3 separate regions of the Mus musculus genome follow, and all the other regions are linked to region 1. Evidence: chromatin contacts called from public Hi-C and promoter capture Hi-C data. All regions are on one chromosome and are shown on one strand. The core of a region is the stretch at or near the end of the contact, and the rest is flanking DNA. Distances in the headings are between cores, read along the strand shown. Region 1 has its middle 11 kb from the start of Crb2. Region 2 has its middle 14 kb from the start of Gm39795. Region 3 has its middle 4.2 kb from the start of Gm35260.

Evidence for each region. Promoter capture Hi-C pulls out the DNA fragments that hold promoters and counts their contacts. A called contact is a pair of places that touch in the nucleus more often than the background predicts.
Region 2: a contact with region 1 is called in a Hi-C map of B cells, with 7 read pairs. The contact joins two enhancer-like sites. A contact is called at or near these places in 1 of 484 Hi-C or Micro-C datasets (B cells) and 2 of 115 datasets of contacts at active chromatin or transcription factors (embryonic stem cells and large pre-B cells).
Region 3: a promoter capture Hi-C map of pre-B cells shows a contact between it and region 1, with 4 times the contacts expected there. The contact joins two enhancer-like sites. A contact is called at or near these places in 1 of 39 promoter capture datasets (pre-B cells) and 1 of 115 datasets of contacts at active chromatin or transcription factors (large pre-B cells).

What each region holds. Positions count from the first base shown.
Region 1 is chr2:37,763,655-37,766,711 of GRCm38.p6, forward strand. No RefSeq gene overlaps it. Among named protein-coding and RNA genes, the nearest start is that of Crb2, 11 kb to the right of the region's middle. Within about 2 kb of position 1,552, at least 89 of the 459 cell types and tissues checked have an H3K27ac peak or open chromatin away from gene starts, as enhancers often do. A contact at or near this core is called in B cells and pre-B cells, where this site is marked.
Region 2 is chr2:35,258,286-35,261,342 of GRCm38.p6, forward strand. It overlaps a transcript of Gsn not described here. Among named protein-coding and RNA genes, the nearest start is that of Gm39795, 14 kb to the right of the region's middle. Within about 2 kb of position 1,621, at least 86 of the 459 cell types and tissues checked have an H3K27ac peak or open chromatin away from gene starts, as enhancers often do. A contact at or near this core is called in B cells, where this site is marked.
Region 3 is chr2:35,507,531-35,510,587 of GRCm38.p6, forward strand. No RefSeq gene overlaps it. Among named protein-coding and RNA genes, the nearest start is that of Gm35260, 4.2 kb to the left of the region's middle. Within about 2 kb of position 1,586, at least 105 of the 459 cell types and tissues checked have an H3K27ac peak or open chromatin away from gene starts, as enhancers often do. A contact at or near this core is called in pre-B cells, where this site is marked.

The DNA.
Region 1 (3,057 bases), core at 302-2,801:
ACCCCAGGGCTCTGTGTCTGCTAGGCAAGCACTCTACCAACAGTCCCTGTCCATCCTTGGAAAGGCCACTTGTCTGACTTGTACAGCACTCAACAGTTTAGAAAGCACTTACAAGGAACTCTGTGGTCCCAAAGTGATTTATGATTCTAAAGTGCTTTGGGGATTACAAAAAGCTAATCCACAAGAGCCTCCCCCACTGTGTCGACATTGACAAAGGGCTTTGTAAGAACAACACAGCTGGTAGTTTTGGAAGTCCCATGCAGCCTTCAAGAGAGGCCTTTCAAGCCCGCAGTGAGCTGAGTGCTGCTTCCATGGGCATGCTGGCTCATCACATTGGCTCTGCAACCTGGGGTAGTTCTGAGCCCTATTTACAAGCAAAGACATTAAGTCACAGATGAGCGAAGCATTGCTGAGCTGGTAGGTAGAGTTTGGGTTTGAGGGAGGCACTGACCCCTTGATAAGATCTGGACCCATGAAAACAGAGGGTCAGGACAATGGCCTCTTCTGCCCTGCTTCCTGTGAGGCCACACTCTGGTTTTCCTTCTCCGTCTCCGCTGAATCTTAGGGATGACTTGTCCCTGGCCTTTCTAACTCTGATTGTGGGGTGGGGAGCGAGAGGATCTGAGCTTGGGTACACACCTGGGCCCTGCTGCCTATGCTAAGACGGTTTGGTTTGTGACAGTAGTTTTGCATCTACTCTGCATCATTGGTTGGGGCACCAACTGGCCATTCCTAAGCCATCAAGCACTTGCCTGGCAACAGATCACTGTGGATTTGGTTCTGCCCATTCACAGCTGTGACCCAGCACTCACAGTGGTCCAGACAAGTACAACGGTGCCCCAGATCTTGCCCGGAAAGCAGGTTAATGGGAGGGTCTGGCCAAAGGATGAACCTAGTGAGTCTTCCCTGAGGAGGTGGGACTTGGGTAGAAGCCCCTGGTGTGTGTGTGTGTGTGTGTGTGTGTGTGTGTGTGTGTGTGTGTGTGTGTGTGTGTGTAAGCAGAAGCAACCATGGTGATCAGCACACCTGTGAGGAAACAGTGAGTACAGACGCAGAGCACTGAACCCTGTAATGGTCCTTTGCTAGGTCAGCAAGGCCATATGTGGGTCAGGTGGCTTCTGGTGTTGGCAGATGCCAGAAGCCAGATGTTTAAACCCATGCTAAGAAATATGCTCTTCATATGGTAGGGATCAAGGAGCCATAGGTGCGTGGATTGAAAAATGCCTGGAGTCTCAAGCTGTCTCTGGCATTGGACAAGGACTGAGAGAGGCAGGGCTTGACACTGGCTCTCTCCTACAGTTGGCCCATGGAGGGCCTTTGCCTCTCTCTCTGGCTCCTCTGTTCCTTGGATGTGTGACCTTCACCAGATAACCTACTTCTCTGAACTTAGGCTTTCTTATGTGTACCACTGGCACAACAGGAGTGATTGGTTGAGAACGTGTGGGGGAAACGTGATGTCACACTTTCAAAGCCCTCGGTACATTGCAGGTCTAGCGCTGGTGGATCTGTTCCTGCTCCTTCCCGAGAGCCCCTACACCTGTCAGAGAGGCCGGGCCCCAGGCAGCAGGCAGCCAGCTCGAAGAGTGAGCTTCCGCACCGCGGAGTATTTATAGCTGTGTGCTGTGAGCCGTTGTTGTTTTTCGGTTGCATATATATTTTTACATTCTCCACCGTCGCACATGGTTCCTCGCAGTGGCTGAGAAGCAGCGGGGGTGGAGGGTGGGGCGAATCGATGCCGAGCTCCCCAGCTTCGCAAGTGTAGGAGGTGGCGACAGATGGCCCAGGACATTACCCAGGGACCTGAGAGCTCAGCCTGGGTCACTTCTCTCCCATCTCAGACATGGCTTCCCAAAGCCCTGCCTAGAGTTCAGTCTCCTTTAATGTGATTTCAGGCCCACCACTGCGGTTGGTTCTCTTTGTTCCCCACAGGGAAGCCACTTTCTTTTGTGAACGGTCAGCCTTCAGAGGGAAAGCCAGTTGGACTTAGTTCTATGAGTCTGTGCTGTTTGACCCTGGGTAGGTCCCTTGTTTTCTCTGAACCATGAGATTCCCTAATTCCAACCACGCAACTAAGGGAGAGATTTCATGTAACTTCACCCAGCTGCCTGGAGTTACCTTCCAATCCCCTCTCTTTCTCCACCCAGAGAAGTCAGTCAGGGACCATCTTTCCTGAGAGACTCCAAGGTCAGCTCTCAGTCACTGGTCACCGACCCTCTCCTGGAAGGTCCTGGTGGAGCTTTTGGTCGGTATGAGGACAGTTGTTCCTTCAATACCAAGCTTTGTGTGTCTGACTCGTCCCCATCTGTTCCTGAGTGGCATGGGCATTGTCCCCCACATCTACACCAATGAAACCAGTGCAGGAGGGGACTCAGCTTCTCTCAGATATCAGAGCCATGACTTCAGAATGAGTCCTTTGGTGTCAACCCTGTGCACACCAACCCTCCGCAGTTTCAGGCCCAGTGTCTCCTGACCAATGCTCCACCCTTCCTGTTCATACAGCCCTGCGTTCCCAGACTCTAACTTCCTCCGGGGCCAGCCCCTGGTATCTGAGCCCAGGGTCCCGTTCCCCTTCCTGCCTGGACTCAGGCCCTCAAAGCTGGCTGTACGGTACAACCCTGATCCTGACTGACTGCAGTGGGTGTGGCTGGCCAGCTAGGGCACTGTTTCTAGGCAACAGCCTGGCAAAGAAGCTGGAAATCTCCTTGAGGGGAAAGACAAGGGGGCTTTTCCTTGGGAGCTAGAGATAGAGGGACGGAAGGAGGGAGGGAGGGAGGGAGGGAGGGAGGAAGGAAGGGAGGGGGAAGGGCAACCTCATCTGATCTCACACCCCACTCTCCATGCCCTCACCCCTCACCCACTCTTCCACCCATTGGTTCCCGGCCTGAGGTACAGGTGTGCCTCTCGCCCGAGACATCTCAGGTTCCCCAACCTGGCACGGATGCTCAGCACCTGGGCTTTTCTCTCCTGGTGCTGATTTGTTTGCAGTGCTTCCTTCTTCTGTGGGGACAGAGCCCATGAGCTCTTGGGACAAGCAAAACTTCAAGGAGCCACCTCAGA
Region 2 (3,057 bases), core at 371-2,870, 2.5 Mb before region 1:
AGTTTGTCACCAGGGCAGTGACCAAGAACTCTCATTGACGCAGTGACTGAGGTGGGAGTTCATGGGGAGGCCCTGAGGAGGTGGCCTGGTAGTCAGCAGGCAGATCCAACCCAGAGCAATGCCTGCTGGGCAGATCAATGGCAGATCCTGGAAACTCAGCTTCAGGTTTATGGGAGCTGGACATTTTATCTGAAAACAGATGAGGCGAAGCTCGCAGGTAGATACTGTTACGGTTAGTGTCTCCCTGTTGCTGTTTTTCTTCTTAAGAAAATAATTCTAAATTAAAAGAGACTATAGCTATGAATCGAGGGACAGTCAGTCACATAGGCTGCCTTGTCTTGGTTGTCCCACTGTGAACAGTGGTCTGTGCAAGGACACGCACTGTTACAGGGAGAACTGTACACAGGAGGGAGGACGTGGTGTTTCCTGGTCATCTGGAGCCTGTGGGTTCCTCCCCCTAACTCCAGAAGGGAAATTTGGCTCTTAGATGACATGTTGTCTGGCCATAGAGATGGTATCATTCAGGCCTGTAGCGCTTTGCTGAGACATTGATCTCTGGTTTTCTTCAAGGAAACTCTTCTGGCCCCAGCCCACAATTTTTGAGTATTTGCTGACTGGAGGTGATAAGTTAGAGGGCAAGAGAATGAAAGAGAAATTACAAGTGATAGCTTAGGTGTGTGTGTGTGTGTGTATGTGTGTGTGTGCACGTGTGTGCATGTGTGTACTCTGGTGTGCATCCATCAGTGCATTCACAGAGGCCAGAGGTCAATTCCAAACATCTCCTATCACTTTTTACTTTATTTTTTATTACGTTTGTATTTGCTATTAATTTATTATTACTGTGTGGGTGTGTGATATATGTGTGTGGGCACACACATGGAAGTCTGAGAACAGCTTTGTAGAGTCCATCTCCCTTTCCACCTTTACTTGGGTCCTGGGAACCAAACTCTGGTCATCAGGTGTGTGTAGGAAGTGGTCACTCTGCTTAGCCATTTCTCTGGCCCCTCTGTGAACCTGGTGTTCAGCAATTCAGTAGGCTGACTGGCCAAGGAGCTCCAGGGATCTACGGGTCTCTCTAGTCCCCTGACTTCAGCCCTGGAGATACAGATGTGCCTCCCCCCTCCCCTGCCCTCGCCTGCAGCTGTTACATGTGTGCTGGGGCCTTGGCATGCACAGTTCGGGAACGCTGGAGAGGCCTCGGGACTATTTATAAACACATATGTTCTTTACCATCAACAGGTCTGCAGAGTGTGGATCAGTCTCCTATCTATTTTTAGGAAATTAATGCTCCTGGACCCAGGCAAGGTCTTTTGTTAGCTGGGCACCCAGCCAGAACTGCATTCTTCCTTTCTACTGTTTGACAAACTCTTAGACATCCCCAAGAAGCGCTGGAAAGGGAGTCGCCCTGTTACCTTGTAAGAAAATGTGGGCTGAAGCAGAGAAAAGCGGGTCCCAGGAGTTACGTGTGGTGGTGGGGGGTGGGGGTGGGGGTAGCTGGGCCATCAATGTTTAGGCAGCCGAGGGAGGTTAAGTAAAAATATCTCCTTCCTTCCAGCTGAATGAGCGTGTGTCATATTTCAGCCTGATGTGGTTTGTGAACTTGGAGACCACAGGCAGGCTTAGTTCCTTCTGCCTCTGACTTCCCCTCCCCCTCTTCTTGAGAGACGTGCCTACTTGCTCCTGCCCTGCCTTGGACCACAGGGGCAATTGCAGGGTAGGGGAGAGAAAAGCAGAGGGTGTGGTGGGTGAGGCTAGGCAGCTAAAAGCCTGGGTTGGGGTCCCTGTCTGTGCGCTGACAAAACGAAGGGTAAGGTTTGGTGCCGGCGTGCTTTTTTAATGGACTCCAGCTATCCTAAAACTCACTCTGTAGATCAGGCTGGCCCGGAACTTAGAGAGATCCACTTGCCTCTGCTCCTGAATGCTGGTATTAAAATTGTGTCCCAACATATCTGATCAGTTTTCGGCTTTGTTTTGTTATTTTTTTATTTTTTCTGGTTATTGTCTCTCCTAATCTGGCTTTTTTGAGAAGACTCCAGAAGGGTCTGAGCCATGGAGCCTGGTGGGAAACTGTTATGAGGGAGCCTGGCTGGAGGGAGTGGGCTTCCTTTATTTTGCTAAGTTGGTTAAGCAAAGGGTGTCTCGTTACTTTCCAACCTCAACAGATCTATCATTTGGTTCAAGTACTTATCAAGCAAAAGATATATATATTCCATGTAAGTCAGCCTTGAGGGTGGGGCTCTTGATTTCTCTGTTGTAGAGGCTGTGGCTGTGGCTGGGCTGGGCTGAGTAAATACTAATTAAATTTGCAGGGTGGCTTAGTGGCCTGACTGGGGGATGTGCTTCATCTCTTCATGGGCCTTCCTTCCTCATGGTAACAAGAGCTTGTGATAGAAAATTTGGAAAATGAATTTCTTTTAAAGGATAAAACCAAAACCAACTAAACAAAACCAAAGAACTATCCATAACTGCCACCACTACAAAATTTGGTATGTTTCCTTCCTGTATTTTCCTTCTTAAAAAAGATTTATTTCATTATTTTTATGTGTATATAATTGTTATCTGTCCATTGCCTGTCCATGGAGTAAGTCCATCCTAGTGAGCAATTTTTTAATATGTTCTTTAAAAATTTTTATTTACATTTGTGTGTGTGTGTGTGTGTGTGTGTGTGTACATGCCAAGGCAGGGGAACAGAGGTCAGAAGACAACTTTATGGAATATATTCTCTCCACCCTGGGGGTCATGAGTCTTGCAGTAAATGCTTCCACCCACCGAGCTACTGCTTGCCCCTGAGTTCTTCCTTCATTATTACAAATGGAGCTCCTGGCTCAGTTGTGATGTGTTTTATAGCTTTTGTTACATTTTGCCAAATTGTTACTCAGGAAGAATAACAGTGGTCCCTGTTCCTAGCACACTTGGTGGGGAAATGGTATTCTTGAAGGAGTACTGTAGCTGGGTATCTAAAGTCTAGCTGTTCTAGACTTCTGATCCAGGGACCACTTTCCTAAAACATTAGACTTCAGTTCATTCTCTCAACAAATCTTTTGCACAGCCAAGTAT
Region 3 (3,057 bases), core at 336-2,835, 2.3 Mb before region 1:
AGTGCCAGGATGTCCTTGAAAACACCCCGGGGATAACCACTTTCCTCCCAGGTGATTGCCTTTTCTTTCTTTTATGTGAGTGTGCTATCTTCAGACACACCAGAAGAGGGCATCAGATCCCATTACAGAGGTTATGAGCCACCATGTGGTTGTTGGGATTTGAACTCAGGACCTCTGGAAGAGCAGTCAGTGCTCCTAACCGCTGAGCCATCTCTCCAACCCCTCATGTGGTGATTTTCACATTTCCTTCTTGTACCTAAGCTATCATTAGTACACTCTGGTATGGAAACAGACAAGATGATTCACTGGGTAAAGACATGGGCCTACATGTCTCATGTCCTGGCTCCAATCTCCAGGAATCGTGTGGTAAACAAATGAAAAAGATTCTTGAGAGTTGTCCTCTGGCTTCCACACATGCTGTGGCACGCACATATCACACACACAAAATAAATAAGAAAAAAACTTAAAAGACAGTCTAGAATGGTTAGGCATCGTGGTTCATGCCTATGATCCTAACGTTTTGGGGGGGCAGGTATGCAGAAGCAGGAGGGTCACCCTAAGCTCGAGGTTAATCAGAGCTCTGTGGGAAGACCCTGTCTCAGAACAAACAAGTTGAGAAAAGACACTGCATTGATAGAGCTTGCTCCCCTGAGGCCTGCTGCTTACTTCCCATGTACCACCCCCCCTCCCCCCCGCCCCTCTAGGTGAGTATCTCTGCAACGGCCAGCAGCAGAGAAGTGATGGTTAGCACTTGCCTCTAGCCATGGAAAGATGGAAAGAACATCATGGCAAACTTAGAACTATCCTCAGGAAGCAGAGGAAACTGCGGCTGGCCATGTTTGATGTGCAGTGGATTAGGCTAGCCCACTCATTGTGCAGTGGACCAGGCTAGCCCAGATGCCTGTCCTGTTCTCCTACGAACTCTTCCAGGACCAGTTTCTTTCTGAGGATGTTTCCCAGGCTGCAAGCTCCTTTGGAAAGTCACCAGAGTCCCCCCAAAAGGACCTCTTGGATCATACTGTCTGTGACTACCCAGGGGTGACATCAGTTATAAAGCACAGCCTTCCCAAATGAATGCTTGGGATGCTCTCAAATGTCACAAGAAGAAGGGGGGAATGGCTACGAGCTTACTTATGTTCGCTTCGGGCAGCTGTGTTTTGCAGGCCCTCTGTGGGGTGTTTTCTGCAGTCCTGAGGGAAAAAGGCTTTGACTTATTCCAGCACAAAACAGCTATTTATAGCCACCAAGCGTGGGAAATGCTGGGCGTGGGACACTTGGTCGACAACCCAGTAAGAATCAGGCTTACAGAAACAGGCCACAGAGACCTGGAGAACACTTGGCAAAGCCTGTGGCCACATGGACTCTGGCCACCCACAGGCATGGACTAGGTACCTTGGAACAAGTTGCAGAGCTGTCCTGACCTCAAATCCCAATGTGTAAAAGAACAGAAATTCCTGCCACATGTGGTTTAAGTAAAGAACAAATGAGATAGTGTAAAAAGAGGATGTTCAGTAATGTCGTGGGTGCTCCGTCTCCATGACTTCTGAGCCCACGGCTTCTCCATTCCTGGATTCAGCCACCCCCCCAGAGCAAATATATTACAAACACCAGAATCACACTGCAGCCACATGTGCAACGATAGCCCCTCTGTAGTGAGCATGGACCAATTTTTTTTTTTTAACCAGGATTTCCTAGACAATACATTTAGTCTCTTAACCCTTTCCTTGTGTTAGGAGTCAAAAGTAAGCTTAAATTATGATTTAAGTAAACAGGGGTGAGGGAAATGCTCAACTTCTGTGGCTGTTTGCCATCTCATCTAAGGGACTGACACACCCACTACTGTTGGCATTCCAGGGAATCCTGGAACCATGGATCTGTGACTGTTGCTGTTATCTACAGTCGATAGGTGAGAAGACTGAGCGGGGGTGGGAGAGGAAGTAGGGAGAGTGACCTTCTCTGACCCCATCTGTTACACAGGTTGATTCTTAGAACCGTGACAGCATTCGCTCCACACACACCCCACCCCCACTCCCCATAGATAAGTACGTTAGCCAGGAAGCAGAAGAACATCTGAGACCCTCAAGCTAGAGTTATAGGCACTTAGGGAACTGAACCCAGGGCCTCCGTATGAGCAGCAAGTGCTCTTAATTGCTGAGACATCTCTCCAGCCTCATCTTTTTACTTAAAAAAAAAAATGTCTTATCTATTCATGTGTGTGTGTGTGTGTGTATGCATGCACACGTGCACGCCCCCCACCCCCAGGTCAGAAGTCAACAGCATCTTCTTCAATTCCAGCATCTTCTTCAATTGCTCTCTGAAGGGCTGGCTCGATAGCAGGCCTGAGCATAGCAAACATGGTGTCTACAGGCTTTTACTTTTCTCTCTCCCTAAAACTGTTAGATTACATTCCTAAAGCTACCCTGGATGAGACAGGCTGACTCCATGACCGGCTTCAAATTGGCAGTTCAGGAGATTAGGCCTAAAAGCCCAGGCTTCAGGCAGCTAGTCAGAAACTGCCCTGCCATCAGAAACTGCCCCACCACCTGACCTGAAGCAAGGGCAATGGGTCAGCAGTTTCCAGGTGGCCTCCACACCCCGGTAATGGAATGTCCTCAGAGATAGCGTAAAACACTTACCCTGGGATTCTCCTAGGGTGCTTTAAATCAGGCCTGCATGCTCACTTCAGAGTCTCTATCTTGGTAATAGGAGACTCCAGCAGGCAGGACTTCTGCAGAATAAAACCCTCTTTGCGTTTATACACTATTTGAGTTCAGTTCATTCCTGAGACAAAACACTAAGGACCAGCAATCAAAATTCATTATTTGGCTAACATGTTCAATCAAGACTTAGCAACTCTCCCTATCACAGACTCCTTTTCTCCTTAAAAAGCCACGAAAAAGCACCTGCTGCTGCTTGGCCATGCCTTTGCCTAATGCAGACACAAACAAGCCTACCCCCTTCGGCCCCCCCCCCCCCAGCCCTCCAGCATAACAAATCTTCTTTGTGCTGAGTTGTACTAAGAAGCTGGTGTTTGGTGGTGTCCTGACCCCCAGGGGC